Linked DNA regions of Mus musculus: regions 1, 2 and 4 are each linked to region 3. The links are chromatin contacts, called in public Hi-C and HiChIP or PLAC-seq maps. All regions are on one chromosome and are shown on one strand. The core of a region is the stretch at or near the end of the contact, and the rest is flanking DNA. Distances in the headings are between cores, read along the strand shown. Region 1 overlaps Dnah14 (dynein, axonemal, heavy chain 14). Region 2 overlaps Dnah14 (dynein, axonemal, heavy chain 14). Region 3 holds the start of Srp9 (signal recognition particle 9). Region 4 has its middle 17 kb from the start of Lbr.

Region 1 (6,500 bases), core at 2,115-4,614, 500 kb before region 3:
TATTAGCTTGTCCCATATGGCTCCTGACATCCTGTAGAATATATCAGTTTGGCTTCTCTGCTGTGGTCATGAGATGAGCGTGAGGCGCTTGCTCCATTTGGGGCATGAATGTTGTAGCAGTCAGACAATCCTCTCACTGCCTTTGGTAGAGAGCATGTGAAGTCGCACATCTTGTTACTAGCAATGATAATTACATGACTTGGCTACAATAGTCCTGCCAAAAGTCGTAAAAGAAATGCAAATATCATGGTTTTTTTTTTTTTTTTTTTTGCTGAAAACAAAAACCTAAGTCCATTAATTTTAGCATTTGTTGGTGGAAAACCCTGCACCATGGACTGTGAAGGTGGGAGTTTCTGTTCCTCTAACTCCTTACACATTTGTCACCTGAGATTCATCTGCTTTTAAATTATTATTTGTATAAATACATGTATACAGATGAGCATATCTGTGGTATATGTTTAATTGTATTGAATTCTTAGATTATATTTTCTGTATAGCAGGATGACATTTTATTCTCACCTGCAGTGTGTGAAGCTTTCTGGGTTTCTCCAGCATTGGTGGGAAATGCTATATTGTCAACTTTTAAAAATTCCTTTACCTGTTGCCACGAGGAGGCACATTTTAGAACTTTCTGTCTCACTAGGAATTGATAAGACGGTTCAGACTTCCTTGCCTGAGTTCTCCACCTATGCGTCAGGTGTTTAAGGCACTTTGATGAGTGTCTACTTGCTGCTGAGAGAGGTCTTTCAAGTGTTGTGGTCAAATCTGTCATCAGCTGGAAGGCTTGCAAACGTTCTCCTCCTTAGCTGCTCATTCTCAACTGTGCTAAGCCACCCGGATTTGTAAACCCCAGCACATCAATTGACTTCTACCATGCCTTATGTTTTTGACTTTGTATCTGGGACTTTCTCATTTAAGAGCCACACTATTTTCTTCTAGAAGTTCATCCATTTGTATTCTGTGTTTATCTTCATCTTGAGTTTATTTGTGTAAGCCATAAAATATAAGTCAAAGTTCCTTCTCTTGGTTGGGGGTGAAGGGATGTGACCATAGACATCTGACCTGTCAACTCCTTTCCAATACCAGTCTGTGTTAGTTGTATCTCTGTGCTCTAGATGGAACAACACTCTCCACACAGAGGACAGGATTCTCTGGCTCTGTTTTCAGCACGGTGCCTCCTACCCCACCTATTATCTGTGATAGTTTCTTCTGTTTATAATGTTAAATGCAAACCTTTGTGCATGCTTATAAATGCCCCCATCGATACAGAATAGTGTCTGCTCATTAAGTCACTCAGCGTCAGCTTTTAACATGTTATGGCTGATTTTTAAAGTGTTGCTTCTGAGAGGCATCTGAAAATCCTAACTGTTCAATGTCCTGTTCCAGCCACAATCATCCCTTTGCACCAAGATCCTCGCCTGTCTATCCTTGTTGATTTGGTTTCAGTTCCGGATTTATCTAATGAGACAAAAACAAAAAGTGTAGTCAAATATAAGAAGCAGACCCGATGGCCAGATTTCTATATCCTCTTTGACACAGACACTGACTACCAGAACAAAGTAAGTTTCGAGATCAGACATCTTGGAAGTGGTTGGTAAGGAAGCAGAACCCTAGTGCAATTATTACATGAACGTGATGTATGGAAACCTTCAGAGCATCCTAGCATCATTCCAGTTTGTCTCCCCTGTGGTCTCTGGGCTCCACTTACCACGGTTTTTCATGTTTCCACTGTGGAAAGGAGTTTTTTTCCCTGCGGTTCTTTCATGACTTTGGTTTGCCAAGATGTTGGTTTTCCATTTTCCAGCCCTTCCCTAACCACTTAAATGCATTTTTTTTTGTCCAAATTCACAGTAGAATATAACTATCTCAGCTTGTGTCCGAACTCTGTCCTAACCAGATAAACTATGTCTTAGGAACTAAGTGAAATCAGAAATACACAGGCCCAGCCTGCTCTGGGACTGTGTGAGGAGAAAGTCGGACGACAGGCAGTGAGCTAGATGGTTGGTCTCTCTAGGACATAGTTCAAAATAATACCTTGATTACAAATTAAATATCTGAGTAACCTTTGCATGAAAGTCATGTTATCTATTTTTCTTAGTCTTGTTTCCAACATATGGCAATATTTAATTCCAGTTCTAAACAGAATGAATTGTACAAAGACCATCATTTGACAGTAACCATCAGCTTGCCCAACAATGCAGATAAAAGCTTTTAGTAAGGCTTCTATTTCCAGGTGGAACATGCTAACCATCTTGACGTTTTCATTCACAGATTGTGACTCTGCTGACTATTATTGGTAATTCAGTGGGCTTGGTTAGCGACTACAGCTGCAGGTTTCTGAAATATTGTTACATAGTAGAAAAGGCCAAAGTCATGACTACAAAACTGCCATTCATGACGAACTTGACATCCATCGAGTTTAAAAGAATAATACATAAATTCAGAAGCTACCTAAAGCAAATCGTGACCATGACTATTGAGATACGTATTGGAATTTTTTATGTGAATAGTCTGGATTATCAATTAGCATGCTTACCATATGTTGATGGCATCATACAAATGAGCTACAACCTGTTACAATGTACCATTGAGGAAAAAAGTGCAAATCTATTAGAAGTAAGTCTTTATTTTTTTCCTCTTTTTTGTTGAATTAATTATTAATGAATCCCAGCTTGAAGGGGGGGGGGTCACTTCCCACCTCAAACATTTATGTTCCCAAGTGAGACACACATACACAGCCTTTATATTTTTATATGCCTTAAGCAGCACAATAGCTGGCCTCCACGCTGCGAGAACCTGCCCCAACCTGCAGGACTTGTTTAAACAACAGGATTCTCGAGGGAAGGGAGCTACAACAACAAATTTTGGGATTAGAAGACACAAAAGAAGGATGCAAGACAAAAATTCTGTTCAAGCCTCGTTTACTCAGGGGAGATGGGGGGCTTTTTAAAGCTGAAAACCGCAAACAGAATTTGCTCAGGTACACAGGCCAAACCACAGTGCTAGGTAACACACTAAGGTCAAAGGAATGTCCCCATTGTAAAAGGTCCAGAAAGGAGTGCCCTCATTGTAAAGGGAAAGGAATGCCCCACATTGTAAATGTCCTGAGTCAATTACAAAACGGAAGCAAGATAGTGGAAGAAGCAAAAGAGTGTTAGATAATGGCCCTGGAACAAGATTCCAGAGGCTTCTGGGGCCCCAACAAGAACCTACCTCTGCCAGTAATTCCTAGTTACCACTTATTAATTCTTATGTTCCATCTTGGTTACTCTTCACTCCAATTAGACATCTGGGTGCTCTCCTTGCTTCTCTACCCCATGGCAGACTCTGTCTCTCCTCCCTCCACACTCTCCTAAGCCATCTCCCCTTCCTCTCCTCCCGTCCCAAGCCCAGGAAACGCCAAGCTCTCGCCTCTGTCTGTCCTCCCCAGCTCTCAGCTGCTGCTTTCTTTATTTACCAGTCAGAGCTAACTGAGGGCAGGTTCCCAGAAGCTATGTGCAGACCCTATCGTGCAAACAGTTTTTTGGGGGAGCATAGTTAGCATTCATAATACAAGCAGGTACACCTTTTCATAAGAAAATTTCAGATTAGATTATAACTTGATGATATACAATCAAAAATACATATAAGTATTATACTCAGAAAATCCCAAAGTACTGTGATTACATTTGTTTTTGTGTTTAGTCTTTATCTGTGTATAAGTGCATTTCTGTATGTGAATGTGACACATACATTTGCCATAACATGTGGAGGTCAAAAGGCAAACTTCAGGAGTTGTTTGACACAGTGTCTCTTGTTTGTATCACATAAACCAGATTAGAGGCCCTTGGGCTTCCAGAAATTCTTCTCCACTTGATTTGGCCGTAGGACTCCTGGGATTATAGACATGCATGCTCTTGTGTAGTTTATGGAGATGCAAACTTTGGTCCTCACACTTGCAAGTACTTTACCCAACTCAGTCCCTCCTCAGCACTTACATGTGTGTTTTATTAAATATCACTTCCTTTAGAACTTTCTGTAACTACGTGGAAGACTGCGCCCCATGTCACTGCCCATCTCTTTTTTTTTTTTTTTTTTTTTTTTTTTTTGGCTTTATAACGCACATCATTGTCTGACATCATTGTTCCCCATAGACTCACTAGGCTATGGCTTGTCTGCTTTGTAGAACAAATATGGATCCCAGTATCCTAGCTGTTGCCTGTACCAGCATCCTCCCATAGTACCCAAGACAGGTTTCAAGACCAGAGTTTATGATAACAGCTATCATTTTTTTTTCTTTATCCAGCCAGACTTCCAATACTTCTTAAACCCAAAGTTACAAGCTGCCCATCGACTGTGCCTCTGCAGTATAACTGTGAGAGGATAGCAGCATTCTCACACATACCAAGTCTAATGTTGCATCAAACCTTATCCAAAGTAGCGAACAGAGCTTGAGTGGGCCAGGAATAATTTTCAAGAAAGATGTTAATTGCAAAAGGAGAAGCGCCAGTGGCGTGGAAGCGGAGTTGACAGGCAGGATATTGCAGGCAGGAGTTAATGTAGCTAGATTCAGTTGCACATGACTCCCACGTGCAACAGCAACAGCAACAGAGCTGTCGCCTACACAAGTTAGAACTAATTTCTCTTGTGGGAAGTAGTAGTGCCCACATAGTGACTTGTAGCAGGGACGGTAGGGAGGGCCACCTATATATAAACACCGGGGGCCACGTAGCCACAAAAAAACATCTACAGGAGTACCTAATTTAGGACTGCCTGAGAGACCAAGGATTGGTGGTGCCAGCCAATGCCAGCCAATCAGGAACTGCTGTTTAGAAGAGATGCTTTCTTGGGATGAATGGGGCACTGGTGGAGGGTATTAAAGGAGCTTGCAGCAGTGCTCAGATGAGCTTGCTGTGACATTTCCCACCTGCTCCCAGAGTCTGTGTTGTTGACTCTGTGCTACCTCACCTCCAACCCCCAAGGGCAAGTAGGGCCCAGCAGCAAGTAGTCCAGGGCACAGGCAACAGTCGCTGGGAATACTGGCTGCTTTGAGCTCACAGTGTGCCTTTCCCTAAGCATCTCTAATGTCACATCCTGTTAGACAGCAGGGCAGAAGAAGGCAACATGCCCATTATGGGGCTAGGAAGCTAGGCAATGCAATGCATCAATAGAGTTATCTTTTAAGAGCCTCCTCTTACCATCTCTTAAAGTTATATTCATTCATTTTCCCCCAAATAATGTTTTTATTAATTCCTTGAGAATTTCATACAATTAATTTGATACTTTTCACCCCCTTCCCCAAGTTCTCCCAGATATCCACCCCACATCCCTACTCCACAAATTTATATTTTCTCCTCCCCTCCCTCTTAAATCCGTCAAGGTCCAGTCTGCTTTGCCCAGCAACTCTTGGGAATTAGAGCCTACTCTGGATGGAACCATTAAAGAAAACCGACTTTCCCTCTTCCAAAAGCTAACAAATACTGGTAGCTCCCTAGCTAGGGGTGGGACTTCCTGCCTGCCTACCTCCCCTCTCCATGCTGAGGTGTCCTTAGGCTTGGCCTTGTACAGGCCTGTGCACTCTGTTACAGCCCCTGGGGGATGTAGATGCACCTGCCCTGTTGTGTCCAGAAAACACCGTTTCTCTGAAGTCACCCACTAGCCCTGCCCCCTCACCTCTAAAACTCCAAGCTTTGAGGAAAGGGTTGTGATGGGTGTCCCACATAGTGATCAGCGTTTACAGTTCCTCATGCTTTCCACCGTGACCCTTTGTGGATCTCGGTGTTAACTGCCATCTATTGCAAGGAGAGCTTTCTCTGATGGTCACTGAATTGCAGTTCTGTAACTTAGCACATACCTAATCTTAGACTAATCTGAGACTTGGTTCCTTGTATGCAAAGTAGAGAAAATAACACCTAATCAGTAAACACAATCAAAGAGGACCACTGACTGGAGAGTCTATTGTATAAACGGTCAGGGTGGCCATTCCAGCCTTAAGTATTGTGCATGCCTTATAACACGTATATTACACATGAAATCTACTCAAGCACTTTGAGATCACAATAGAAGGACTGGATCATGCTCGTCTGCTTCATACTTAGGATCCTGTCCAATTTGTATAGCACTGCACATCCAAGTGTATGGCATTGCACTTGTAGACGTCAGCCTTCTGAAATGAAGAGAGTGGTTTCCCAAAATAGTGAAACCATTGCGTACTTACCACTAGTGTGCTAATCCTTGCAGACTTTAGACTCGTTGCTGCACCAACTGGACACTGAGCCCGTGGAACTGGAAGAATTTGTGGAGCATTTGAATTTTTTGGATGACATTTTCTCGAGCTTGACTGAAATAGAAAAGGATTTCTGCACAATTTCTGAGCTGTATTCCATTGTGAGGCATTACCAGATCAATGTGTCAGAAGAGCAGATCGCCATCTACAAAATCATCTTCATGAAGTTCAATCATCTAAAAACATCCATGAAGTTTGTCGCCATGAATAGAGAAACCAGTCTCACTAAATTCAA
Region 2 (6,254 bases), core at 836-3,335, 340 kb before region 3:
GGGACATGATAAAGTTGATGAAAATTCTTAGCACCTTCTATAGAACTTTGTGATAGGAAAACCATATCTCTGGTGGCTGAATCAGCAATTGCATTTCCCTTAACCATAGGTTTAGGTAAAGATATATGTGCTCTAATATGTTGAATATAAAAGAGATGCTCACGCATCAAAATACAATCTTGTATTTTCATCAAAATTTTAGATACTGAACTAGACTGCTTAAAATTTCTGGCAGTCTCTAATACTAATACAGCATTAACTACATAAACAGAATCAGAGATAATATTTATGGGCATAAGAAACCTTTTTAAAAAAAAAACCTTTAAAACCACCAAACATTCCACTAATTGAGGGGCTCCTGGTGTAAATTGCAACCTTACAGCTTTTCCATTAATCATATAACTTCCAATTCCTGTTTTGAATCCATCTGTATAAATATCAATAGCTCTCTTTATAGGGGTATTAGCCGTTACCTTTGGAAAGATCACTGGATGCAATAGCATAAAATGTCAAAATTTTTTTAAGGAGGGGAAACCATTTCTAACTGGTTGCAAAGCCTTTCCCACATATAACTGACATATTGCAGGGCCACCCGCCATTCCTTGGGGCAATACCCGCCATTGATACCTTTTATCAGGCTCCATGTGATTAATAGAAGGCAAGGGAAATGCAAATCTAGGTTTATCTTTCCCACTTAATGGAATGGAGAAGAAACAATCCTCAACATCCACCACTATAATTCTCCAATCCTTAGGTAGAGCTGAGAGTAGAGGGAGTCCTCTTTGTACAGGACACATAACTTGCGTTAATGGCTCTTAGGTCATGTAACAATCTCCATATACCTGACTTTTTCTTTACAACAAAAATGGGGGTATTCCAGGGTGATTGAGTGGGTTCCACATGTCCCAGGTCTAATTGTTCTTGTACTAATTCTTTAGCTGCTTTTAACTTCTCAGAGGGTAAAGGCCACTGAGGCACCCACACCGTGTCCTCCGTACACCATGGAATGGGCAAAGGCTCCTCAGCAGCCCCTAGAAAAAAACCCAGCTCTTTTTTATCTTCCTTTTCTGTGGCTTTAACTGGTGAAATTCTACCTTGTAAGTTCTTTCCAAGACCTAGTCCAGGTATATATCCCCTTCCTTTCATCATTTCCTTGCTTTTCTGAGAGTAATCATTAGTCAGTATAAAGTTGAAAAAGCCCTGTCCTTCCTTCTTTATCTTTCCATTGTAAGGATATTGCACTTATAGTTAGGGTAGCCTCATATCCTAATTCTTGTAAACTATGTGATGATTGATTAACAGGCCACCAGTTACTGGATACAATGCTTTTATCAGCTCCTGTGTCCATTATACCTTGAAAGGTTTTTCCTTCTATTTGTAATTGTAAAGTGGGACGATTATCCAAATCTAAAGATATGTAGGCCACATTAGTTCCTGTAGAACCAAGTCCCTTATCCCCTCTGGGATTCTGGCTACTAGAGAACATGTTATGCAAACTAGGAGGAATCAACAACTGAGCAATGCGATCTCCAGGAGAAATGGCCACAATACCTCGGGGTGCAGAACACATAATCTTAACTTGTCCCTCATAATCTGAGTCTATAACTCTGGGATGTATTACCAATCCTTTCAAAGCAGAAGAGGACCTACCCAACTACTAGTAGGCCCACTGTATCCTTTGGTAAGGGACCTCTAAAATCTGAGGGAATAGGTTGGCACCCCATTTGTGGTGTAAGAATTACTCTGGGGTTGGCACAGATGTCCAATCCTGCTGAACCCAGAGTGGCTCTCCTTGGTCTTTGGGTAAGGTGGTCACCACCAAATGGGAAATTCCCATCCTGCCTTTTTATCTAACTGTGCCTGACCACGACTGAGATCCAGTCAGCAGTTCCACCGGTGGAAGCAGAACACAACCAAAAGAAAAAGCACAAGCCCCGTGAAAACATACAAAAAGGCCTCTCACGCTGGAGAAAATTCAAGACCTAACATACCTTACAGAGCCCACCGTGTCCTGCAGTTCTGAACTCGCCCCACGAATGGAGGGTCTCCCTTTGCGCCGGCGATAGTATGTCGTTCCCGGGTTCTCGGTGCCAAATGTCCCGTGCTATTGTCCTCGCCCGCAAGAACGCGCACAGAACACAGGGTTCTTCTGCAGCAATTCTTTATTGCATATTGATGAGGAAGACAAAGAGCCTCAGAAAGGTGCTGCTTATACACACCCTGGCGTGGTGTGTCCACACCTGACTGGTCACTTACCCACGATCTCATAGACACGCCCCGGGGTGGGCTTATGACTTGGCGCGCATTACTCTTGCACATGCGCACACAGCTTGTTCTTTGTTTAGGTGGCATAAGGCACTGTGGAAGCCGGCGCCATCTTGTGATGGCAAATGTTATCGCTGCTCTCCACATATATGTACTACATTAAACACAAAGTTCCCAATACTTGACTTTTTTTTCTTTTCTTTTCTTTTCTTTTCTTTTTTTTTTTTTTTTTTTTTTTGCTTTGGAAAATAGCCACTTCCCATGGTTCTGCCTAGTCCACTCTCAGTCACAGATTCAGATTTGCCGCTCTTGCAGAGACAATGAACTTGCTCAGAACATATTTTGTGATCATTCTGTAAAAATGTGTCACATAAGTGGTTTGCGTATGAGGCAGTCTGTGCTTACTACATATGTACTGTGTGTGTGCCCAACATGGCTCACATGTCCGCAGCTCTCTTCAGACCTGTATTCTGTCCCACTTAAACTTACAGACTGGGCCACTGGCTTTTGTCTTATGAATGGAAGGATTATGTGTCTTCCAGTTGGGTTGTCTTTTGAGTCTTCCAACTCCAAACAATATGAGTTCTTCTTGCTCTAGACAAGAACAGCAGAATGGGGGGGGGGAATCCTTTTGCAGGGCAAGAGGGCAGAATGTTGACTTGTGCAGCTAAAGCAAGCTCTTTCACTGAGTTTGGAAGAGCTGTGTAGGGGCCACAAGGTAGCTGGAGATGGGAGTGAGGTGGTAGGGGTGAGAAGACCCACCAGTGATCAGAAGACCCCCTCCCCAAGAGCACACCAGGAAGTTCTGGCTGGAGGACTGGTTTCCTTTTTACCTCTGAAGAGAGCTTCCCTCCCCCAGTGGATTTTAAACTAACCTTGGCTTCCCTTTTCTTTTTCAGATTAAAATTCTTCGACCAGACCGTTTAGAAAATTCAATTAAGAAATTTATAACTGAAAAAATGGGAGGTGAATATATCCCTGACACTACAGTTAATCTGAAAGAGTCGTTTAGCGAGTCTACTGCTCAAACTCCACTGATCCTCACCCACTCCTACGGTGAGCTGGGGAGGGACGGGACGCTACCTCACAGTCCTGGCATCTCATAAACTGAAGGCTTCTGCTCCCTCCGAAATCCCAGCACTCATGAAGTGGGGGACAAAAAGATCCTAAGTTCAAAGTCACCCTCAGCTTTGAGGTGTTATAGGCTGGCCAATGCTACATGACCCTACCTGGAAAAACAGCACCCCCTCCCCCAAAAGGGGGGATGTGGAGGAGTAAACTCTGTGCCCGGTTCTATGTTCAAAGCTTCCCGTCTTTCTAACATATCTGAAAAGGGACTTAAACTTGAAACTGTATTAAGGATAAGTCCTTCTAAAAATAGAAAAGAATCGAGATTACAAAATGTGCTAGAGCTAATGAATTTTCTTATAGAAACTATCTCCAAGCATGTGGGATTCTTCTGAAGGCTAGGATCACCCCTTAACTATTTGAACTGCTCCCCTTCACAGTGATCTTTAACTCAATTCTGTAGTACAGCATGTTTCTTAGGGTCGCATCGATCTGGTCCCGAGCCACAATCTTTGGCTCACAATGAACTGGTTTTCTGGTTTCTATTTTAAAAGATGCAGGGGGTGACTATGGGAAATAGGTTGTGTGTCCCCCTAACTCCCCACCTCGGTTGCTTGCCTCTGCCCTGCAGGCCTTCGGAGAGCCTTCCTTCAGTTTTCTTCAGGTCTTCACAAACTGCAAATCAGGGCACTCTGGAGTTTCCCCTCACCCCAGAGGCCTCCTCACCTGACCGTGATGCACCAGGCTATATGACAGCCACCTGTAAAGATGCCAGGCTGCTCATTGGGAACTTCCCCCACGATGGCAGCTGCCCACTAGCCATCCCCCCACCCCACCCCTCGCCCAATTCAACAAGAGATACACTCCTCTCTCTGTGAGCTAGCTGAGCTTTTACCACACATTTTCCTAAGACACTTTTGCTGCCCAAACCTGTGCATACAATTTGCACGCTCGTATCTAGTTTCAAGAATAGCTTAAAAAAAAAAAAAAAAAAAGCATGATGTTGTAGCTGTGTTAAGCAGGCACTGTGAGCATTCGTGGTGTGCATCACCAGAGGGCGAAGGGACATGCAGATACAGGTGTCACAACCAGTCACTAGTCCCTCCGCTCCTGAGCTGCTACCATTCCCAGATGTTGGGAAATTTGCATCACAGGCCAGCAAGCAACAGAGACAAACTTGAACTGTAGACTTTAATTTTAAAACCTGAACTACTCTCCTACAACAACACCTCCTCTCACCAGCCCACAGCAAGTGCAGGATTGCATTTACGGAGGAAATTAAGTGCGCTTCATGTCGCTCTCCATATTGTTGTGCAGGGATTGACCTCAACAATCTTCTCCTGAGATTTGCAGAAGAGTTCAAAGGAACGACCCCGAAGGTGACCATGATTTCCCTGGGCCCAGACCAAGAAAACAAAGCAGAGGAAATCATTTTTAAGGCAGTGAGAAAAGCGCATCAGTGGGTCTTCCTGCAGAACTGCCACCTCGCGGAATCCTTCATGCCAAGGCTCACTGCCATCATAGACTCGTAAGTTCCGTGTCTGTCCATTTGGGAGCAGAGTGATCATCCACACTGTGAGGTCACACTGCGAAGAAAAATGCATGTGTGGCGATGCTGAGGCCATGTACTGAGCCACTAGAGAACACACAGCCACCATGAAAAACTGCCGAGAGCTCACTGGCTCTGCTTGTTTTCCTTTTAAATGCCTGCTCAGGTTGGATTCTCCATCTTCTTTAGCGTTTGCCCATGTACAGATCGATGGCATGGCTTTTAATATTTTACGTGACTGCAAGGAGCAAAGCACGGGGCCTCACATCTGGCTCTCAGCAGTATTTCCTGAATGGCCTGTCTGTAAGCAGCTCCCACGTTCCTCAGCCACAGTCACCCGAAAGCTGTATCCCCATGGCACTAGTTCGTTTGATTTCCACAGGCTCAACCTTCTTGCTTGCAATATTTTGAAACTTGACTGCTAGAACCATGAGGGAAGAATCAGCAATGTGTGAAACTAGAAATGTCTTAGCCGATTACGTTGTACAGCTTTTTCCTTCGTCTTTTACTGTCTTCCTCCTCTGTGTGGCCAGGAGCGAAGTAGCAAGGGCATTAAGTCCTGCCTTGTCCTTCTTAGACTTTGAGTATGTAAAAGGAGATTTCAGTTAAATTGTAACTACCCAACTATGATTTCTGAAGTCTCTCCCAAGACTTTGTGCTAGTCTCAGATTGTCACTCCTTTAGCAGTTTAAACACTCATGGGGGTAGAGAGGCCTTGGGGGGGGGGTGTCCACACTTAAGTCACCCAAGAATCAAAGCAGATTGCTTAGTTATGTGACATTCCTAGATGCAGACTTTGGGAGAAGACAGTTATTTGTGCCATGTCATGCTTTATTCATTTAAAATACTTGCAGGCATGTTCTCTTTGCCACTTTCATGATAGGCACTAGAGACTTGGCATGGCCAGAAGGGGTTCAGAACACCATAGCCATAAGCGACAGAGAGATGGGCCAATAGCAAGAACATTCTCTGGAGTGCATGGCTAGTCAACCATGCTGGCTTTGGTTTGGTTTTCTTTTTCCATTTTTCTATTTGGTTGGTTTGATTTGGTTTGGTTTGGTTTTGAGAGGGAGAGAAAGAACATAGGCTGGGGAAATGGGGAGAATCTAGGAAGAGTTGGAAAAGAGGAAAGAATATGGTCAAAGTATATTGTAAAAAAGGATCAAAAAATAAAAATTTTAAATGGCTTCTCCTAAATTTACAAAGTAGGTAAATACGTTCACAGTGTATTACTAAGAAGGAAAAATACCAAGCTAGAAATAATGGGTACATTGTGATATTTTTATTTAAGAGTAAGAAGAGAGTCAATGAAGGACAAAGAAAGCATTGAGTGGAATAATTATAGATTATTCAGGGGTATTCTCACTTTTTC
Region 3 (6,088 bases), core at 2,606-5,105:
TACTGAGGGAGCGTGGTTTCTCTACGCTGCACACAAGTATAGGGGGAGCAGGTTTAAGCCCCACCCCCCATTGGCCTCCCAAGTAGGGCAGGCTTTAGAGACACATCACAATGTCTAAGGAACACTGTGTCTATGAAGACAGGCTCTATTAGAACTTGGAGGGATTTCGCCCTCAAATATATGGCCCAATAAGAAGGGCTTTCACTGGGAGGATCCAGAGAGCAGCAGTCTGTTTTCTGGGCTTTGTAACTCTGTCTCTGAAGTGATTGTGAAACCCTGGTCTTGGGACCTAGGAGGACGGGATCGGGATTGGGAATTTAGACAGTCTGCGGTAAAGGCTCAGCTGCCTGTTTAGCCTGCTTGGGTGTTCCCATGAGAGATGTCCGAGTGGCCATTTTAGTGGGCTTTGAGATGCATAAGCCCATCTGAATTAGAGTCTGGGTGGCTTCTAGAGTGGTCCGAACCTCAGGAGCATGTTTACCCAAGCTGTTACAGGCAGTAAAGAGGCCCCTTTCTCTCCAGATGGCTACACGGGTGTGGGTTACATAGAAATCACAGGATGAATCTGTGTGAATCTCATTCTTGCTCCAAGCTAGAGGGCTCTGGTGAGGGTAATTAGTTCTGCTCTTGGGGCTGATGTGAAGTCACTTGGAATGATCCAGATTCTATGCTCTTTGTGAAGTTCACTACTGCATACTCTGAATGTCCCTGTCTTATATCCATAAAACAGCTACTATTCATGAACCAGGTAGCCTCAGCTTGGGAAAGTAGAGAGAGGAGCTTGTAGACCTGGGTTAGTGTAGTGGGAAGGATTATTTTCTCTCACAGCCCTTGGGATTAGTGTACCAAGCGCTCTTCGCACCGCTGTGACATCATGGCAGACAAAAGCCACCTAAGGAAGGAAAAGCAGATGGCTCAGTGTGGGGTGGGTGCAGGAGTGTGCGGTGACTGGTCACACTGCTTCCAGTCAGGATGTAGAGAGGTGGATGCTGGTGCTCAGCTCACAGTCTCCTTTTATGGCCCAGGGCCCCAGCCCATGGGATGGAGCCACCACATTTCAGATGGATCTTTCCACGCCAATTAACCTAATCTAGAAACTCTCTCACAAACATAGCCAGTCGTTTGTCTGCTAAATGAAAATCAATATTATAGTAAGGTTTGACTGTAGGGTTGTAAAACGAAAGGGTTTGTAGTAACTTCCGAAGCCTGGTTCTCTTGACTCTGCCTTGGAGAGATAAGCAAGGGGGCTTTGAGGACTCCAACATTTTGATTAAACCCCAACACTATGCCCTTTGACTTGTACAGGTGTGAAAGAGGGAATATTAAGATTTGTTGGAAAAAAAATATTTGCTGGGACCAATCTAAAAGAGGTAGGGTTAGAGGGTGTGAACATGATCAAGGCACATTGTGGACATGTGTGAAGATGTCATAACGAAACTCATTGTTATGTACACTGCTAAAAATGTTTACAAACTCCTCTTCCAAGAAGGCCTTTCTGCTGGACTGTCCTTTGTCTCGTCTCGTTTGTTTCTGCTCTTCAGCGTCCCCATAGCCCCTGCAATATGTCCCTTGTTCTAAGGGAATAGAAGCCTTCTTCTGAAGCTAATCTTATTCACAAGTGACTTTAACCTTCGTAGAGATGACTCAGCTAACCACCCAGCCTCCTGGGAACTTGAGCTGTAAAGCCCTAATGTTTGAGCAGACCTTCAAGCATCCCCCGGGAGGCTGACTTCAGAGTCCCTTTGTTTCACCCCCTTTAAAAAAAATCAAAATAATTGCTATCTATTTAGCCCAGGTACCATGATGGCCTCTTGCTAGGACTGCCATCATTCTTGTTTCTTTCTTCCTTTCTTTTCTTTGCTTATTTCTTTTTTTAAAAAGATTTATTTAGGGGGGCTGGTGAGATGGCTCAGTGGGTAAGAGCACCCGACTGTTCTTTCGAAGATCCGGAGTTCAAATCCCAGCAACCACATGGTGGCTCACAACCATGTGTAAGGAGTGTCTGAAGACAGCTACAGTGTACTTACATATAATAAATAAATAAATCTTAAAAAAAAAGGACTGAAGGTTTGTCCCAGAGACTGCTCAATGTTTAAAAAAAAAAAGATTTATTTATTTATTTATTTATTTATTTATTTATTATGAGTATGCTGTTGCTGTCTTGAGACACACCGGAGGAGGGCATCGGATCTAATTACAGGTGGTTGTAAGGCACCATGTGGTTGCTGGGATTTGAACTCAGGACCTTTGGAAGAGTAGTCGGTGCTCTTAACTGCTGAGGCATCTCTCCAGCCCTGCTTGTTTATTTCTAAGTAGCCCAGTTTGGCCTTGGACTAAATAGCTGGGACTTTCCGCAAACTCATGACATAAAAAAAGAAAAAGAAAGAGCAAAAGAAAAAAAGGAAGGAAGGAAAGAAGGAAGAAAAGAGAAAGAAAATGAATGAAAGGAAAGAAAAGAGAAAAAATGAAAGAAAGAAAAAGAAAGAGAAAGAAGGAAAAAGAAAAGAAGTCGGGCAGGGGTGGCGCACGCCTTTAATCCCAGCACTTGGGAGGCAGAGGCAGGCGGATTTCTGAGTTCAAGGCCAGCCTGGTCTACAGAGAGAGTTCCAGGACAGCCAGGGATACACAGAAAAACCCTGTCTTGAAAAACAAACAAACAAACAAACAAACAAAGAAGAAAGAAAGAAAAAGAAAAGAAAAAGATAGGGAAGAGGAAGGCAAGATGGGGAGGAGAATGTGGCTAAGTTCAGTGGCAGAGACCTTGTCTAGAATGCACAATCCTTAGCACTGAAAACCCAAAACAATACAAGACAAAACAAAACAAAAAACCCAACAAAACTGTTTAAAGCTGATCAATGGGGGCTGGTGAGAGGGCTCAGGGTTAAGAGCACTGACTGCTCTTCCAGAGGTCATGAATGAGTTCAAATCCCAGCAACCACATGGTGGCTCACAACCATCTGTAATGAGAAACAAAAAATAAAAACAACAACAGCAACAACAACAACAAACCTTTGGGCCCGGATTGAGGAGGGGCAGAGCAAGATGGAGAAGGGAAGGGGGAAAAAGCAGCTCAATGGACAGGGGGATGTAATTTTTAGTAAGAGTAAACATTCGTGGGGCCAGGAGTGAAGACAGAGGAAATGAATTACAAGGAGGCATGAAGAAATTTCTAGAGGTGAAAAATACCCCCATATATTGATTATGACATTAGGCAAGTAGGTATATGCTCTGTGGCTGTGTGACGTGTGTGTATATGTATTTTTTTCAGAATCCATGATCGTATATTCTCAAAGCCGATGTTTACTGCACACATAAACTATATACCCCAATAAAATTTCTTTTAAAAGCTGTCCTGTGTCACACTCTGCCTGAGGGAAAGACTCAAATTTCGTATCCTAGCAGATGCCACAGTGTAGCTTCCTTCTCTCTGTGCTTCTTCTCTTCCTCCATTCCCTTGAACACTACTGTTCCTCTTAAGTACACGTACACTGCAGATCTTAAATGTGCCTAGAGGTCTCGCCCTTCTCTACTCCCTATTCAGTTTGTCTCACCTCTGGGAGCCTTGCTCCTTTTTGTTCCACTGACCCGATACAAAAGTCTACCACAGAAAGTTTTTGGTTGCGCGTCCGTTATGTCTCCCCAACTCCTTGATTAGGCTTTGAGTGTGACAGCTGCGCCTTGTCATCACCACGACTGTGACTTGGGTACCAGGTCACAGAGCTCCTTAGTCTTTGGAAAGGCAGCACAGGCACTATCCCCTCCAGCCCTGCAGGCGGCGCTGTGGCAGCCGCCCTCTCCTCTCCCGACCTCTCAGAGCGGAGGCCCCGCCCCCCGACATCACGCCTCCTGCCCATTGGACAGGCGCGCGGCCGAGGCTGGCCAATGGCGTGAGCGCTCGTGAGCCTCCGTCTTTGCGCCGCCGGAGTGCAGCGCTGTGGGCGGTTGCGGGAGAGCGGCGGGCCGCCGGGGCGACAGCGCCGTGACTCGCTTCGCGGCCTTGTTCCTCGCTGCCTGAAGCCACGATGCCTCAGTTCCAGACCTGGGAGGAGTTCAGCCGGGCGGCCGAGAAGCTCTACCTGGCGGACCCCATGAAGGTGAGTCGCTGCAGGGACCGCCCTGGGGCCCGGGGCTTCTCTACCCTTGGCGCGGCCTGAGCACGCCCAGGAAACAGTCGGCCCACCCGGTGCCACTGTCCCTTCGTCTGCTTCCGACTGACCCGGAGACCCAGTGACCCAGCGAGGCGACCCCAGCAGCTACAGGCAGGGCGGTTTCCGCAGCGCCGGACCCCACAGCGGCCTGCACCCGGGGGAGCTCCTAACTTCCGCTCGGGATCTGGTTGGTTTACGTGTCGCTGAGTGGGCTCCTCCCCCTGCACCGTCGCTTTCCTGTCCGTCGCTTAGTTTAGTGCCCCTTTCCTTTCCTACCCAGACCCGAGAGTACCAGCTTATAAAATGGTGCTACTGTACGTCCCAGTTAGGAAGCACCTGCTCTACTTTTTTTTTTTTTTTTTTGGATAGTGGGGATTTTTAGTCTTTTCCTGGACCAGTTGAAACATGGAGACTGTTTGCACTCTCACGTTAGACATAAATGTTTGCAAGCGGTTTCATTCCCCAAAGCAAACTACCCAGTCCCATCTCAGCAGTTCAGAACAAGTTCCGGGAGGGGGACACAAAGGTCAGCTTCATCATTCCTTAAAGGATTGTTGAAGGTATGGTAGACGCATGTTTTATGAATATACACGTTAAGGAAAAAGAAAACAAAAACAAAAAAACCGATGAGCAGCTAACAATCTCAAGAACCCGGGCTCAGTGCATAACACGAACTCTGTGTGTGTGTGTGTGTATCATAATGAGACTGCAGAGACACTCAGCATGCAGAACTCACTTAAGGATGGAAAGAGGGAATCTACTCCTTAAATTTGCCCTCTGACCACACATCTCTCACACTAACATGTACACACACAGACACACACATGTAAGTAAAAATCAAAAATATATTGGTACTGGCAGCTTGCGGTGGCAGTACTTACTACAGGATTTTACAGGGAGCATCTTTTACTTTTGGTTGTGAGCATAGCCTTTAGCAGCTAAGCCATCTCTCCAAGCCCACAGGAAGCATCTTTTAAGAAGGTCAGTCCATTAATTCTTACGTATGTCAGTGTTTGCTTGTGCACATGGGGTGCCTGCCCTGCTGGGGTCAGAAGAGGGCATTGAATCCCCGGGAAATGGAGTTAGGCATGGGTGTGAGCCACCTTGTGGGTGCTGGGAGCCAAATCTGTGTCTACCTGCATTAGAACCACAGGAAGACCAGAGTAGACAGTAGAACATTCGGAACCATCCTTGTGTATTTTTAAGCTCCTATCTTCTCATGCGTCCTAGATGGGCCTCATTAATGTCCTGTGGAGATGAGAGTGATCTTGAACTCTGGGTGTTAGCTCCCCCGGCCCTTCTTTTTATTTCTCAGGAACTCAGAGATCCGCCTGCCTCTGCCTCCCGAGTGCTGGGATTAAAGGCGTGTGCCACCACACCCGGCTGCAGGCTCCCTTTTTAAGGCAACATTTAAAACTAATGATCTTATTAAAGTGATAATAAATGGCTAGGTAGATTAGGTATTTTTGAAATTGTGTAGTTTGTGACAGTGGTGGCTTCTTGTATGTACTTTCATGTGGTTCATTTCCTCAGTTGGGCAGTGTGCTGTAAGGTGGTATAAGGTTTGTCCAGAAGGGCCTGATACTGACAACAGTATACAGTGTCTGCATTTAGTAAAGAGACTGTAGATACACCAGCACACATTGAGTGACTATTTGAAGATGTAGTTGCGGGGCCAGTGAAAGTAGAAGTGTCAGGGAGTTGTGATGAGAAGGAGACACAGAGGAGGAGCTGGCCAGATCTGTCCAGGAGAAAATCCTTGTGGCCTCCAAACTTAAGTATAAACCCTGGATCTGAACTCCAGTCCATTCTGGTCCTCGTAGGGCTAACGAAGACAGTTTGTTGGTCTCTAGGATTTGTGTGCGGGAATTCTGCTTTCTGTACCCAGCACATTCAGTGTGGAACCAATGTACCTTTTCACCCTTTACTCTTCCCTTTAT
Region 4 (6,110 bases), core at 3,510-6,009, 260 kb before region 3:
TCTCCCAGGCTCACAGCTGCTCATCTGCTCAATGGCTTCTCCTCCTCTGGGGAGCTGCTGAGGTTTACAGCTCAACTTCCCTGGAGTATTTTCTTTTAAACTAAAACTTGGCCTTGAGCTTCATTTGAGTCCATTCTTTTTTTTTTTTTTTTTTAAGATTTATTTATTACATGTAAGTACACTGTAGCTGTCTTCTGACACACCAGAAGAGGGTGTCAGATCTCGTTACAGATGGTTGTGAGCTACCATGTGGTTGCTGGGATTTGAACTCTGGACCTTCAGAGGAGCAATCAGGTACTCTTACCCACTGAACCATCTCACCAGCCCAAGTCCATTCTTGGCATTGTATAGTTTTATGCTCTACCTGCCTTTGCTCCAGGAGGTGACCTTGCTACCAACCCCCACCCAGCTTCCCTTGAATGCTCAAACCACACACACACACACACACACACACACACACACACACCACAGTTTGTTCCTTTTCAACTGGACTTGGGACAGAATTGTTGGGTGTTACTATCTCTCACATGGAGAAGTGTGCCCTTAATATTTTTATCTCGGCTTCCCCCACCTGCCCTAAACTTCAGTGGCTAGTCCCACCTAGCCCCTGCCAAACATCCATGACCATGCCTGTAGTAGTATCCACAGGTCCAGTTTCTCCTGAGACCTCACATGGCTGCGAGGTTCTTCTCCCTCCAAAGTATGGCAAAAACTCTCCCTCTTCTTCCTTGTGTCTGCCTTTCCCACCTGAGACTCAGAAATCCCTCCTGTTCCTTCCTCCTAGCAATTGCCTCATGGCTTTCTTTACTGACAGATCAAGAACCAATTGGAGAAAAGGACTTTAAAACAAAAACAAAAAAACCCTATTTTCCCTGACATAAATTGAACAAAACCATAACAATCACGTAAATTACAAAGTATGATATATGAATGACATCAAGGCCATCATATTTGTCAATTAGAGAATATACTCTCCCATCATTCCTAATTGAAAGAGTTATGATTCTACCCCTAGATTATGTTTAGATTTTTGCCTGTAATGCCATCTGAAAACCATGTCTTCCACTCTATAACCTCTCTCTCAATGTTAAAGAACTTGAGTTTGGTTATGAGACTAAAACTAGTCTTCAACCCTATCAGGAATCTGAGAATGACTTAAACATTAACTTGATTGTATAGGAACTTAACAATTGTCTCAAACTTAAACAATTGCAGAGAGAGCTGACTACCTGGACAGCCCCCAATTCCTCAAAACGTTAGAGCATCAGCCTTCAGCCTTCTGGCCCAGGACCAGGATCATCTGTCAGACCTTTGCAGAGCAGAATTACTAAGGACTGCTTACTCTGTCTTGGCAGAGCCAACAGTCAACTATTCTGCATACTGTGCTCTTTTCCTGGAAAGTATTTAGTCTGCAGATGAAATAGGCAATTTCTGTCCAGTGACTATCTTGCCACTGAAAGAACCTAGTGGGGAAACCCCCACTCAGCTCTCGATTAGGCATGCACCCAAGAATCACGAATAGAACACAACACCTTGATGTAACAACATGAGGTATTTTAATGGCGGAGCTCCGGGTCGAAACGTATCTCACACAGGAGACAGTGGATTCGACCACAAGGCTTGGAAGCTAGGGGTTTTTATAGAAAAGGAGTGGGGCTGGGGGAGGAATTGGCGCGGTTTCACATGATTGGTCCATTTAAACATCAGCAGCCTGTAACATTTAACTTAGGTCAGAGGGGTGGGAGATAGGGAGGCGATGGGCCTGCCCGGGCATGTCCTGGTCTGTTCTACTATGTTCTCAGCCCCAGGTTTCAAAGCTCACAAACAACTCTTTGGGCTATTTGACATACATTACATGAATCACAGTTTTATTTCCTTTCACCACGATAAGCAACCTCTCTGAAGGTGAAAATGCTCGATTTCTTCTTTGATCCAGGAAGGGGGTGCTGTCAGGAACAAATGTGTCTCATTGCCAAATTATTAAATAACATCAAATGTCACATTCTGTGGATTTCTGATGTTTTGAAGACTATATATATAAGGTAATCTGAGCTGTTAAACCTTGATTGTTCTTAGCTATTTCCAATCAAAAATACCTTTTTATAATTAAATCAGAACCTAACATAACCATGAGTTTGCTATCTGCTTATTCTCCTTTCCTGTCAACACACACACACACACACACACACACACACACACACATAATGCCAGGCCAATTTCTCAGGATCTGTTTGTATTCTGATGTTAATTCTGCTTCTTCAAGAGGGGCTGCCCTGAGGAGTGGATCATGAACTCAGGTGATTTCAGGTGAACCTTCTCCCCATTCTAACTGGTCAGATAAAGGCTGGAGCCTGTGGTTGGGCAGTGGGAGGAAAAGGTGGGCTGGAGGTTTTAGAGAGGAGGAAGAGAGAGGAGGAGAAGGAGAAAGAGAAAAACAGAGGAAGAGGAGGTGGAAGGAAGATGGAGCAGAACCACATGACCTGAAGAAGCTACAAGTAGCCAGGGATCTCATAGCTGGGGAAGAGAGTAGTGTAGTGGTCGATCTGCCCAGTCTAGGCATGCAACTTGTAAATATTGTAACTGAGTTGTGTGCTTTTTGCACGGGCTTATTGGGTTGGACGGAGATTTACTGCAACAATTCTTAAATTCTTTTATTTCATTTTATTTCTTTAAATTTATTTTTATTATGTATGAGAATGTGTATATATGTATGTGTGTTTGTGTATATGTGTATGTGTGTATATGTGTATTGTGTGCACATGTGTATGTGTGCATATGAACATATGCATGCCACAGTACACCTGTGACAGTCAGAAGACAGCTTTTAAAGTCAATTTTCTGCGTCCAGCATGTGGGTCCAGGGAATCAAATTCAAACACACATACACATGTACACATACATACATACACACACTTTTTCTTTTAAATTATTAATATGAAGACCATACAGCCTCTCTGTAGATGCTACTGGAAAATTTGGTCCCTTTCTTGAGGTTCTTAATGTCATTGCAAAGAGATTTTAAGGCTGGAGAAATGGTTCAGAGGTTAAGAGCCCCTCCTATTCTTGCTGAGGACCTAGGTTCAATTCCCAGCACCCACATAATGGCTCACAGCCATCTGCAATTCCAGCTCAGGGGATTTGATGTCTTCCTCTGACCTCTGCAGGCACCAGGCATGCAAGTGCTACACATACACACATGTGGGTAAAACACTCCCTCATATACAGTAAATCAAGTCCCCTCTGACCACACTCCACTCTATTTTCTTAAGAAATGTCTCTCACTGGACCTGTGTAGCCCACAGAGTCAGCAAGACTGGCTGACCAGGACGCTCCTGCCTCTGCCTCCCCAGCACTGAGATCACAATGCTGCATCATTCTGCTTGTCAAATCTATTTATAATAGATAATAATAATAACAACAACAACAACTGACTTTCCAAAGAACCCTTAAGTTTCCACTTCAGATGACAAATTGACATTGTCATGCATAAATATAGATTGCATCACATTTGTCTGTCTGTTTCTTGTGTGTGTATGTGTGTGTGTATCAGAGTGTATGTGTGTGCATGTGTCAGTGTATATGTGTATGTATATATGTGTATGTGCATGTGTGTGTCAGTGTGTGTGTGTGTGTGTGTGATCACACCCAAGGATCACACAGGGATCACACCCGAGGCTTATGCTCCAACACTAGGGCTGATGAACCCATTTCAAAGGTCTAACACAGAGGCTCTCAACCTGTGGGTTGTGACTCCCTGGTGGGAGGGCTCGAATGATCCTTGTACAAGGGTTACCTAAGAACCCTGGAAAACACAGATTTACGTACTTTTTGCCTGGGACCCCTGCTCCGCCCTGCACAAGCTCTTCATCCATCAACCCAGCCCACACATTGAACACCCCTTTCCTCCTGCTAGAAGAAAACTCCAGGGTAACAGGTCATTACTCCTCATCGCAGTGTTCAGACAACCCACCCAAGAGTGCCCACCCAAGGGCTCAGTTTTTGATCATATATAGGCATAATCCCAGCCCCTAACTGACAGGCCATCACTCCTTACCTAAGTTCTATAAAACCCCCTTGCTTTATACGGGATGCGTGACTCCATTGCCCTTCTGTGAAGTCAGTGAATCCTCCTGAGAGCTGCCTCCTAATAAACCTGCCTTTATCTACTTTTAATCTGGTCTAATCTAGCCTATACTGCATCACTGAGGAAGAGAGAAAGGAATTCAATTACGATTCATAGCAGTAGCAAAGTTACAGTTATGAAGTAGCAACAAAAATGGTTTTGTGGGGCTGACAAGATGGCTCAGCAGTTAACACTGACTGCTCTTCTGAAAGTCCTGAGTTCAATTACCAGCAACCACATGGTGGCTCACAACCATCTGTAAAGGAATCTGATTCCCTTTTCTGGTGTGCGTACACACACACACACACACACACACACACACACACACACACACACTTGTATGGTTGGGGGTCACTACGACATGAGGAAGAGTATTATAGGGTCACAGCATTACAAAGGTTGAGAAGCACGGCTCTAGAAGGTGTGAACCCAGCTAGCCTGCCTCTCCTTACAGCCATTCCTTGTAACGCTGGGTTGTTTGGCAGAAAGCAGGGCTGGGGTGTGGCCTTAGTATTGTTTGGACCTGAGTTTGACCTCACATCCTGAAGCAAGTGGCAGTTGCTGCCCAGCACGGGAGCAGGAAGTGGGTGGGGCTTGCTCCACATGGTGGTTCTTGAGAGAAGAAACAGAAGTCATAACCTCTGCGGTTTGGTTTGTGTTGCAATACGAGCATCAGGAAGCTGCTCTTACAGAGCCTGATGTGTAAAGTTAAGGGCAGATAGAGCCCTGACTGGTGGAGGGGAGGCCCTCCATCCTCCATAGGAACTGTCCAGGCCCTGATAGCTGGAAAAACCATTAAATTTCAGGAAATTTCCCCCAAACATAACTCGGTCCTTAAAACGGAACAGTCAGCCGGGCGTGGTGGTGCACGCCTTTAATCCCAGCACTCGGGAGGCAGAGGCAGGTGGATTTCTGAGTTTGAGGCCAGCCTGGTCTACAGAGTGAGTTCCAGGACAGCCAGGGCTATACAGAGAAACCCTGTCTCGAAAAAAAAACAAAAACAAAACAAACCAAAACAAAACAGGAACAGTCAGAGAATATTTGCAACAATGTAATTTGATCAGCCAGGCCTGATCCCAGCACTTGAGAGGCTGCCTCAAGAGGATTGCTGTGAGTTTGGGACCAACCTGCCTACAACTTGAAATCCTGTCTCAAAAACAAACCACAACAAAAAAGAAAAACCAAAACTACAAAGAACAACAAAACAAATGACACTTGGTTACCCCCCCCCCCCAGGGTCTCACATAGTCTAGGCCAACCTTGAATGACCTTGGATTTCCAATCCTCCTGCCTCCACCTCAGAGGGTTGAGATTACAGGTGTGACTGATCATACTTGGTTTATTCTCTGCTGATGATCTGAGCCCAGGTTCTGTGATTGCAAGATACAGACTCTACCAACACAGCTATGTCCCCAACTCTAGTTAGGGTGCCTTATTCTTAAAGATAAGCAGCTTTAAGATGGGTGTGGTAGCACATGCCAGTACTTGGGAGGCGGAGGCAGGAGGCCAGCCTGGTCTACAGAGAGAGAGTGCAGGGCATCCAGGGATACACAGAAAAACCCTGTCTCAAAAAAAAACAGAAGAAAAAACAAACAAACAAAAACAAAGCAGCCCCTCCCCCCAGGGGTTTACCTTGACTGAAAAACAGCACCCATCAGTAGTGTTACCCAATTTGGGGTTCACAGCTTGTGTACCAACAAAACAGGTTCAGCTAGCCTCTCTCCATAAGACAACTAAAAGAGCCAGACTCACAGTAAAATGTAGAAAAAAAGAGATGTGACCACGTTGAGAAGGACAAAGATGGACTCCCTCTCCCATGTCCATCTTGGGGTCCTGCTTAAAAAGAAGGCAAGGTTCTGCCTAAGTCATCAGTAAGGCATAGTCCTGCCCACCACCAGCTCTGCGTAAACTTCAATACTGTCATGAAAGGTGACCACTTGGGTTGGTCGCTTTCCCCTCTCCCAGCATGACATTCCCAAGGAGGAGA

What was found. Hi-C and Micro-C count contacts between places; a contact is called where the count stands out from the background. HiChIP or PLAC-seq counts read pairs in DNA pulled down with a chosen protein or histone mark.
Region 1: a Hi-C map of embryonic stem cells shows a contact between it and region 3, with 2.6 times the contacts expected there. The contact joins the enhancer-like site here to the promoter of Srp9 in region 3. A contact is called at or near these places in 2 of 39 promoter capture datasets (embryonic stem cells and stem cell-derived epiblast-like cells), 1 of 15 datasets of contacts at CTCF or cohesin (large pre-B cells), 7 of 484 Hi-C or Micro-C datasets (the Ba/F3 cell line, the HL-1 cell line, embryonic stem cells and 2 more) and 2 of 115 datasets of contacts at active chromatin or transcription factors (extraembryonic endoderm stem cells and large pre-B cells).
Region 2: a contact with region 3 is called in a Hi-C map of the N1E-115 cell line, with 5 times the contacts expected there. The contact joins the enhancer-like site here to the promoter of Srp9 in region 3. A contact is called at or near these places in 2 of 39 promoter capture datasets (both in embryonic stem cells), 2 of 484 Hi-C or Micro-C datasets (the N1E-115 cell line and tail fibroblasts), 2 of 115 datasets of contacts at active chromatin or transcription factors (embryonic stem cells and stem cell-derived neural progenitor cells) and 1 of 9 other capture datasets (macrophages).
Region 4: an H3K27ac HiChIP or PLAC-seq map of embryonic stem cells shows a contact between it and region 3, with 16 read pairs. The contact joins the enhancer-like site here to the promoter of Srp9 in region 3. A contact is called at or near these places in 5 of 39 promoter capture datasets (hematopoietic stem and progenitor cells, hippocampal neurons, liver and 1 more), 2 of 15 datasets of contacts at CTCF or cohesin (CD8 T cells and the NIH/3T3 cell line), 4 of 484 Hi-C or Micro-C datasets (B cells, the G1E-ER4 cell line, bone marrow-derived macrophages and 1 more), 30 of 115 datasets of contacts at active chromatin or transcription factors (the 230-238 cell line, CD8 T cells, the SCID.adh cell line and 22 more) and 3 of 9 other capture datasets (adipose tissue, liver and pancreatic islet).

What each region holds. Positions count from the first base shown.
Region 1 is chr1:181,620,422-181,626,921 of GRCm38.p6, forward strand. It overlaps Dnah14 (dynein, axonemal, heavy chain 14), which reads left to right. Exons shown (of 87, transcript NM_001377039.1): 17 at 1,387-1,559; 18 at 2,272-2,616; 19 at 6,220-6,500. Gm33612 (a long non-coding RNA gene) reads right to left here. Exons shown (of 3, transcript XR_373757.4): 2 at 6,197-6,319; 3 at 576-1,458. Among named protein-coding and RNA genes, the nearest start is that of Gm33612, 3.6 kb to the right of the region's middle. Within about 2 kb of position 3,365, at least 36 of the 459 cell types and tissues checked have an H3K27ac peak or open chromatin away from gene starts, as enhancers often do. A contact at or near this core is called in embryonic stem cells and extraembryonic endoderm stem cells, where this site is marked.
Region 2 is chr1:181,780,391-181,786,644 of GRCm38.p6, forward strand. It overlaps Dnah14 (dynein, axonemal, heavy chain 14), which reads left to right. Exons shown (of 87, transcript NM_001377039.1): 75 at 3,165-3,321; 76 at 4,651-4,861. Among named protein-coding and RNA genes, the nearest start is that of Lbr, 59 kb to the right of the region's middle. Within about 2 kb of position 2,086, at least 1 of the 459 cell types and tissues checked has an H3K27ac peak or open chromatin away from gene starts, as enhancers often do. A contact at or near this core is called in the N1E-115 cell line, where this site is marked.
Region 3 is chr1:182,120,882-182,126,969 of GRCm38.p6, forward strand. Srp9 (signal recognition particle 9) reads left to right here and starts at 3,856. Exons shown (of 3, transcript NM_012058.3): 1 at 3,856-4,094. The coding sequence starts at 4,023. It overlaps Gm33725 (a long non-coding RNA gene), which reads right to left and starts at 3,885. Exons shown (of 3, transcript XR_373761.4): 1 at 3,552-3,885.
Region 4 is chr1:181,856,137-181,862,246 of GRCm38.p6, forward strand. No RefSeq gene overlaps it. Among named protein-coding and RNA genes, the nearest start is that of Lbr, 17 kb to the left of the region's middle. Within about 2 kb of position 4,760, at least 164 of the 459 cell types and tissues checked have an H3K27ac peak or open chromatin away from gene starts, as enhancers often do. A contact at or near this core is called in B cells, CD8 T cells, the G1E-ER4 cell line and 13 more, where this site is marked.